Regions from separate parts of the Mus musculus genome. Here regions 1 and 2 are each linked to region 3. The links are chromatin contacts, called in public promoter capture Hi-C maps. All regions are on one chromosome and are shown on one strand. Each heading gives the region's core, a stretch centred on a gene start, on an enhancer-like site or on the middle of the called end of the contact. The rest is flanking DNA. Distances are from core to core; before and after follow the strand shown.

Region 1 (2,762 bases), core at 18-2,517, 2.3 Mb before region 3:
CCTTTAGAGCTCCTCCCCATGGACGGTGGCCTTCTGACCAACTCTGCATGAAAATAGCCTCCTCCTCTTCATATCCTGCCCCGCCGCCGCCCAAGTTTACGCTTACATTGTATAAATCTAATAATTTACATATTTGAAAATGTTTTCCAGGCTGTTATATCTAAAAAGGCAAGTGAGTCATGCAAGTGTTTCAGTCAAGGTAATTGTATACCCCAATCCATCCATTCATACAAAAATATATTTACTGAGGACTTATGGTGACCCAAGAATTGTCCCTGCCATTAGGGGCATTGTGGTATTGTGTGTACTTCACTTAACAAAACAAGCATCCTTACCCTTGGGGAAATTAAAGCCTGGTGCTGTATATTATATCATTGAAGCGTTTATTTAGTGGTATGCGATTGTTACTTGAGTATGCTCCTGAACAAGTGCCAAACCCACTTCCAGAACCCTCAGCCAACTTCAGCACACTCCTCAGAAAGACTCTAGCAAACAGTGTTTTCATTTCGGTTCTGGTGATGGAGTAGACGCTCTTGGCAATACTTCTCTGGATGTGATCCACCTAGTTAGCATTCCTCTAATTCAGTTCTGATTTCAAAAATTACTAAAATGTGCTAAGTAGTTTCAGGGGATAATGGAGCATTATTTTGTTGTTGTTGTTGTTAAAAATAAAAGTTACCGAAGGAGGCACTTTAACATTTCCTGTTCACATGGGATCGTGAGAATGGCACTTCCTTAGATCAGTAAGAATTTGGAGTCTTTGTGTATAGATGGGGTAAGGGGTGTTTAGTAGAGACTGTTACAAGAGGAAGAGAAGAAATACAAGGTCATATTCTCAACACTAACAACTTAGGAAAATGTAAACTTTTAGTAGCTTCCCTCACACACCACCTGGAAATAAGCACCAGCAGGAAGGTCTCTACCCGCCTCTGACTCGCCTTTCCCATCCCTGGGTCTTCTGGGATCTGTTAGTGGGCGGGAGACATGGTCATTGTTTATAATGCTCACAAGCCTGCATGGATGCAAAAGATATATATTTAGAAAGCAAAATAAAGCTTTAGGAAGATCTTCAATTTAATGGAAACTCGTCTAGTCATTTGAGAACCACAAGAGCTTTTTAGAGAAGGCCCACTTCTGCCAGCTGGAGGAAGTGTGGGTGTATGGGGTCCCGGTGACACCTGTGATGTCAGTCACCCCGAGCCTGAGGCTCATTGGCTCTGAGGAGCTGCAGCAGAGTTTAAATTCTGCACTGTCAGACAAGCCTTCTGAGCAGCAGCTGGAGAGTGGCTTCTCTGAGATCCCTCTTCGAGAACTTCGCTGAGGTTTTGACCTTGTGGGAAAAAGACCTTGGGAGCCAGAGAGGGTAAGGCCATTCCATCATTTAATTCTTAAAATGACTTTAGCTTTGGAGTTTAAAAATATGAAATACGAACATGTTACAAGGCATTGATTTCCAGAGGAAGATGGGGAAGAGCTAAGTTTGAGTAAAACCTATTCTTATTTTTGTTTTTTGGGGTCACTGTCACAATAGCCAATGACACTGATATTAAAAATGACATGGTAAGTCAAAAGAGCCAGGTGTTTGCCTGGTGATGCCTTAATTAGATCTCTGTCTAATTATTTTGAAAGAGAACATTTACTAAATAGGAGGCTGATGGGAAAGTCCTGTTAGAGTTTAGCTTTCATTAATAAAACACAACTTTTATCTGTAGGCTTCTTAGAGGTGGTGATGCGAAAGTATCTAAATCAGTGTAGCAAGTGTTTCAAAATGCAGACAGGTAACTGAATGCCTCTCAGCCTGGCTTATTCAGAGAATACGGTGGCCATTATGAATTGTGTATACAACTGAAAGGTGATCATGACAGTGTGGCTTTGGGTAGCTGGATCCTCATGGTAGTATAATGCTTTGCATGCAGATGGACTCCAATAAATGCTGAGTGGGATTACCTGTTAGGTAGGACACACACATACTACACACACATATACATACATACATACATACATACATACATACATACATACAAACAAACATACACACACATACATTAGGTAGGACACACATACACATATCACACACACCACACATACATACACACACATAGATGCACATGCACATACATTAGGTAGGAGACACACATACATACACATACCACACACACACACACACACACACCTCGTACCATATACACATATACATTAGGTAGGACATACACACACACCTATACACAGATATATTAGGTAGGACACACACACACACATACACACCTACATTACATAGGACACACATATACATTAGGTAGGAGATACATAAATACTACACACACATACACTCCCACCAGACATGATTTTACTCTGCATTACTTCACTTCATCAGTAGCTGGAATATCTATCCTTCTGACAGAGAGTAGCCAGGCCATGTGTCCTACGAAGTTCTGAAGACACCGAATGGAGAAAGTGAATTGTCCTCTGTGAGAGCAAAGACTCCTGGTTTCCTCAGGTTTCCGTTTGATTGACACTCTTGTGGCCTGCCTCTATTTAACCCTGTTGATTAAACACATGAGAACAAAGAATTTTCTGCAGATTCTTTAGTCTGTTTACTGTTCACCAAATGGTGATGTGGACCAGGGTGTCTCAGAAGTTTAGAGGTTTCTACAACCTGTATTTGGGGCACTTTGTGATTATCCTGCTGTGGAGGAAGGAGTATAATACTTGGGTTGGTAGCAATTGTCCTAGAGACACTCACAATTACTGGAAAGATGGGA
Region 2 (2,700 bases), core at 26-2,525, 2.2 Mb after region 3:
TGTTGCACTACATGCTTCGGTGGCATCTCCTCACAAAACTTTCTGTGGAGCCAGGACCTACTCAGACTAGTCAGGACCCACTCTGTCTGTTTTAAATGCTTTCTGTGACCCCAGTACTAGCCCAAATTCTCTGGTAGCCCAGAGAAAGTTCCATGGGCTGCTTCTGAGACACAGCGTTGCAGTTGAGATGGGTACTTGGACCTTCATGCAGAGGAGACAAGGTTCACCTCCATTTGCCCACACTAGCCCAGAAACAGAATTTGGGGCTAGGAACACTAGGCTATTCCTCGGTTTCATTTTTCTCTGACAGGCTTCCGGAAAGAGGGGGTGCTTCTTAGCTTAGAGAAGAAAAGTTGTTTGGATCAGGGTCCTTGAAAGCGGAGCTTAGGAGTGGTCTCTTGGGAGGCACTACCGGGGCGTCAAAAATTATGGGATTTATGTTGAGAAAACTGGCAAGACTCATGTTTTGATGAATTTTGGCTCTGGTGAGTGAGGGTAGGCAGGAAGCTGTCTGGAGAGATCGCGGGGGATGGATCAGGATGCTGCTGAAGGGAGCTAGTGAGGTTTGGGAAACTCACCAGTCTTTCTGTTTGATGGGTGCAGGGGTACAGCAAGACACTTGCTAAGTAGCAAAGACAAAAGGGTGTGTTGATTACTATCACAAAGCAGGTGAGGTGCAGAGAAGTATCCAGGTGGGCTGTAGGACCCTCTCAGCCTTCCTAAGGTCCTAGGTACAACTAGATGCTCAAGTCAGGGCTTCGTTGGACTCCAGCACTGGAGATCTGCGCCATCTCCCCCCCCCCCCCCGCACCTTACCCCCCCACCCCCACCCCCCCACCCCCCGCCCTCAAACCAGAGCAGCACAGCGGCCTCTCTACTCACAAAAGCTCGAAGGTTCCGTTCAGCTCCCTTCCTCCTGTTTAAAGCCGGGAGTAGAGACAGTGCAGTAACGGCCAGCTCTGGGGGCCAGGGGCCTAGCTGGTGCAGATACCGAGTGGGCTCCGCGGCCATCAGCTGGTCTTCAGGCTAGCGGGACCGCGCGTTCCCAGAGCCCAGGGGCGGGGGCGCGGCGAGGCAGGGCCGACTGGGCGCGCTCCGGGGAGCCGCCAGCCTGAAGGGCAGAAGCACTGCGAGGGTTAAGCAGCGAGCCTGGCGGGCACGTGTGCGGATTGGAGCAAAGTTTCGGGGAGGGGCGGGGAACGGGGCGGACTGGGGCTCGCAGATTGGCCGGAAGTTGTGCGGGGCGGAGCTCAGGGCTGCTCCGCGCTCGCTCCGGGAGAGTTGACAAAGCCCCGCAGGGAAGGACGCCTCGCGGCGCGGCGCCCCGGGCCCCTCGCCCCGCCGCCCCTCTTCCCCGCCCTCGCCAAGCCTCGCCGTTTATCCGCGCGGACAGCGCGCCCCGCGCCCCAGCCCGGCCCCAGCCGCCAGCGCCCAGGTAGCGCCGCCCCGCCCAGGCCGGGCCCGGGGGCGCGGGGGGCGGGATGCGGCGCCCGGGGCAGCGATGACCGCGTCGCGCTGCTCAGGGGCCCGGCTCTGACCCCGTTGCCTGCTGCGCGCCCCCGCGCTGATCCCTGTCGAGGTGAGCCGGGCTGTACGTCCGCGACCCCCGGAGGGAGGGCTGGAATGGGTTAGAGTGCGGGGCGCGAAGGGCAGGGCCGCGATCACTGTGCGGGGCGGGAGCCGGGCTCGCGCCGTAGCTGCTCCTGTGGGGCCCGCGGCCCTGCCCCGCGCCCCGCCCCCCCTTGAGCCCCACGTGGGCCCCCCAGCGCAAATTTGTCCGCTAATGGCGCAGGCGATTATCTGCGGGGCCGCTCGGTGTTGTGTGTCCCGCGGGCAGGGCCCGAGTTACAAGCGCCAGGAATCCAGACGGTGTTTGGAAAGGGGGCGGCGGGGGCGGCTGGTAATTAGTGTAAACCCTTTGTCTGCCTTTGATACGCTCAGCGTCTACGCGCCTCGCTTCCTTTGCCTGGAGCTCGGCGCCGAGGGGGGCCGGACCCTGGCTCTGCGGCCGCGACCTGGGTCTTGCGGGCCTGAGCCCTGAGTGGCGTCCAGTCCAGCTCCCAGTGACCGCGCCCCTGCTTCAGGTCCGACCGGCGAGATGACGCGGAGCCCCGCGCTGCTGCTGCTGCTATTGGGGGCCCTCCCGTCGGCTGAGGCGGCGCGAGGTGAGTCCTGGCGCCCAGTCTGGCGCTTTGGCCTCTGCAGCGCCGCCCCTTTCCCACCAGCCCTGAACTCTGCCACACAGTGCCCGCCTGGCACACTCCTCCCCTCCCTGTCTGCTCCATCGCAGCAGATCCTCCCCCCAACCCCCATCCTTAACCTGAAGTACTGTCGGTTTTACATGCCTCTACCTCACTCTTGGGGTTACCTAGTCACAATCAGATACCCCCAGCTCACCCTCTTTGGCTGACACCTCATGTAAAGGGCCCCAGAATCATTTGACTGTTGGCCTTGCCTAGGTCCTTTCCAGGACAGCCTCATAATCTTGCATAAACACACTTTCAGGTGCATATCTAGATGGAGAGCAGGTGGTTGTCACCCCTCCCCCAGATTCTTGGGGAGTGGACTCTTTGTGGGAGCAGAAAACCTAATTGGGTCCCTGGGAACTTGCAGAGACTCACACAGTGCCTAGCTGAATATAGAGAACATTGGTGATATCTTGGTGATTGGAGCTCGCTCTGATCCAGCCCTCAGCTGACC
Region 3 (2,700 bases), core at 111-2,610:
ATTCCTGTGACGGCATTTAGAAAACATGGAGGGGGCATTTGGAAAATACTGGGGTGGTATTGCATTCAAAAATAAACATCAAGTTGTGATCACAGACCTAGACAACCACAACTGGCTACCAGCTTCTCTCCACCCCTTCCCACTCCCATTCCCAAGGTCTCAGCTAAAAGAAGAAAAAAAAAAAATCCCAAGTAAGCCTCTGTTTTCAACGAAAAGTGTCTCCCATCCTATCTCTTCAGTTACCACCTTCCTCCAGCACATTTAAAATTAAGTAAAACAAAGAACGGAGCCGGATGGCCGCAAAGGTTGTGGGGCAGAAATGTAACCAACAGAACTTAAGGTGCGTCGCTAAATCGCACGCCTAGGCCCCTCTCCTTCGGCGGTCACTCAAGTGACCCGGGCAGCTCCGGCGCAACTCACCGTGGCATTTGATGTCGCTCTGGGGGTCTTCTCTCTTGTCCAGCTTGGTTTTGCCGTCCTCCTGCTCAAGCTTTGGCCTGAAGCTCTCGTGTGCCGCGTTGCTCTCCTGCTTCGGGGTGTGATGAGGAGAAGAAACGCTGGTGCTGTAGGGTGCACAAGCCGCCAGGGGTTTGCTGTCTCCCAAGATGTCCTTAATTAAAAAGGAAGAGGTGGAAGTCCTGGGGGCCGCGGCGGCCGAGCCCAGCTGCTGGGCTGCTGACTGCGGCTGCGGCGGCGGTTGCTGTTGGGGCGAAGGCTGCAAACTTTGCGCGGGGACCGCGGATGGTGGCGGCGGCTGTTGGCTGTGGTGGAGGTGATGGTGATGCTGGGGTCCGTCTGTCACAAGATGCGGCTCCGGGGGTTCCAGGGTGACCGAGATCGGTGAAGAGGGCGCCGTTCCCACGGTATCAATCTCCGAACAGGGTGACGGGGTGGCCTGGCTCCTAAAATCCGTTGTCCTCGCTTCACCGAGCGATCGGAAATCCCCGTTCATCATGCCGGGGCTCCCGGAACCGGCACCGGACAAAATAGTGTCTATTCCAAAACTCGACCCGCTGGCCCCTTCCATTGCTGTCATTTCTACATGAGGTCCACGCTACTCCGCGGATCAGCCGCCGCCGGGACCAAGCAAGGGAAACTACCGATCGTAAAACAAAATAGACACTAAAAAGCGTTGACACTGCTTTAAAAAAAAAAAAAAGTGGGGAGGGAATGAAGGATAATGGGAGGTGACAATTGGTGGGCACTTTCGACTCAACTTTTCCCCCTTATACAAAAAGTAAAGAGAAAAAAATTTGAGGGGAAAGCCCCCAAATGCCACAAGCGGGAAGGTGTGCTCCGCTCCGCTGGACCACCGCGCACGTGGGCGGTGGCAGCGGAGAGCAGCACCGAGACTAAGATGCTGGCCGCTGGAGCAACCCCGCCGCCGCCACCTGCACCGCCACCGCCGCCGCCTGGGTCTGCCCACTGCCCGATCCCGGGCGGCGGCGGCGGCGGCCGGAGCAGGTGCAGCGACCGCTAAGGCCGGGCGGTCCCGGAGGTGACCGCCGTGCGTGACCCGGCAGTCCCGGAGCCGAGTTTCTGAACTTTGTTGGAAAGTTGCGGAGCGAACGCGGCCGCCGCCGCCCCGGGAGGAGGAGAAGCAGCGAAGGAGCAAGCGCGGGCGCAGGAGACCGCGGACAGGCGGCGCCCGGCGACTCCCGCCGCTGCCCCGCGCGTTGGCTTGTCATCCGCGGGCTCGCGGGCGGCGCCGACCCCCTCCCGTGACGTCACGGCCCCCGCCGCCGCTCCCCGCCCGCGCCCCCGCCGCCCGGGCCCCGCGCCCCATTGGCCGCTGCGCGCCAGCCAGCGACGCCGGCGTGCCGGGAGCCAATGGGCGCGCTCCTGGCCAGCCCGTCAGCAGCGCGCCTCGAACCCCGCTGCTCTTTTGAGAACCGAACCTCGGTGCGCCCGCAGCCCTGAGCCCAACGCCTACTCCAGGGGTCCAAGTGGTACCCACTGTAACGAGTACCCGGCCAGGGAGATGGGGAGAGACCAGAAGGGCACTGGAGAAGGGAGCCCCCGGGCGGGAAGCGGGGAAGCAGTACGGATCGTTAGATGTGCCCGTGCTAAGTCAGATTGGAGGGTGAGTGGAGAGGCCGCGAAGGGCAAAAGGATCCTGCGGCTCCCGGTGGCCTGCAGCGCAGCCCCGCTCGCACGGTTCCCAAGCACGCTTGAGCAGAGCGGAAACACGAGGAGCAGGGGATAGAGGTGCTGAGGGACCCCACGGGGAAGTGTGTGACACCAGAGCCAGAGCTCCGCGTGGGCCTGCAACGTCTGAGCTCTACTCTCCCCACAGGAGCCGGTGCGCTCCAGCTCGGTCCAACCGGGTAGCAGATCCAGGAGAGGCACTGAGCTGGGGGGCTACATCTTTGACCCCCCTGTCGGGAAGGATCGGGCCTTTGGCTCCAAATCCCGCTTTGTCTCCAGTCAGAGCCTGTGCTGGAAGAAATGCCGGGCCAAGCACTTTCTCCCGAACCGGGAAAAACCCCGGGCGAGGCGTTCTCCAGCGGCGCGGGCAGCTGTGGTTCCCTGCGGCATCAGGCTGCTGTGGGGCCGCGGGAACTGGGTGGCTGGTCCGCAGCCTGAGCTCCCGCAGCTCCTCCCTCCAATGCTTCCATCCCCTCCCCACTGTGGCAGGCCTTGGTTTTGGAAAGGAAACAGTCACCGCCGATCCATTTGGGACCTGGAACGCGACTGTGA

Evidence for each region. Promoter capture Hi-C pulls out the DNA fragments that hold promoters and counts their contacts.
Region 1: a contact with region 3 is called in a promoter capture Hi-C map of the C10 cell line, with 6 times the contacts expected there. The contact joins the promoter of Dmp1 here to the promoter of Barhl2 in region 3. A contact is called at or near these places in 2 of 39 promoter capture datasets (the C10 cell line and pre-B cells).
Region 2: a contact with region 3 is called in a promoter capture Hi-C map of pre-B cells, with 3 times the contacts expected there. The contact joins the promoter of Fgfrl1 here to the promoter of Barhl2 in region 3. A contact is called at or near these places in 2 of 39 promoter capture datasets (hippocampal neurons and pre-B cells).

Annotation. Positions count from the first base shown.
Region 1 is chr5:104,201,350-104,204,111 of GRCm38.p6, forward strand. It overlaps Dmp1 (dentin matrix protein 1), which reads left to right and starts at 1,268. Exons shown (of 6, transcript NM_016779.2): 1 at 1,268-1,363.
Region 2 is chr5:108,692,954-108,695,653 of GRCm38.p6, forward strand. Fgfrl1 (fibroblast growth factor receptor-like 1) reads left to right here and starts at 1,276. Exons shown (of 7, transcript NM_054071.2): 1 at 1,276-1,579; 2 at 1,942-2,165. The coding sequence starts at 2,099. It overlaps Gm42151 (predicted gene, 42151), which reads right to left and starts at 1,113. Exons shown (of 2, transcript NR_168910.1): 1 at 883-1,113.
Region 3 is chr5:106,456,806-106,459,505 of GRCm38.p6, forward strand. It overlaps Barhl2 (BarH like homeobox 2), which reads right to left and starts at 1,361. Exons shown (of 3, transcript NM_001005477.1): 1 at 421-1,361. The coding sequence starts at 1,036. Gm33151 (a long non-coding RNA gene) reads left to right here and starts at 1,787. Exons shown (of 2, transcript XR_389476.3): 1 at 1,787-2,083; 2 at 2,638-2,700.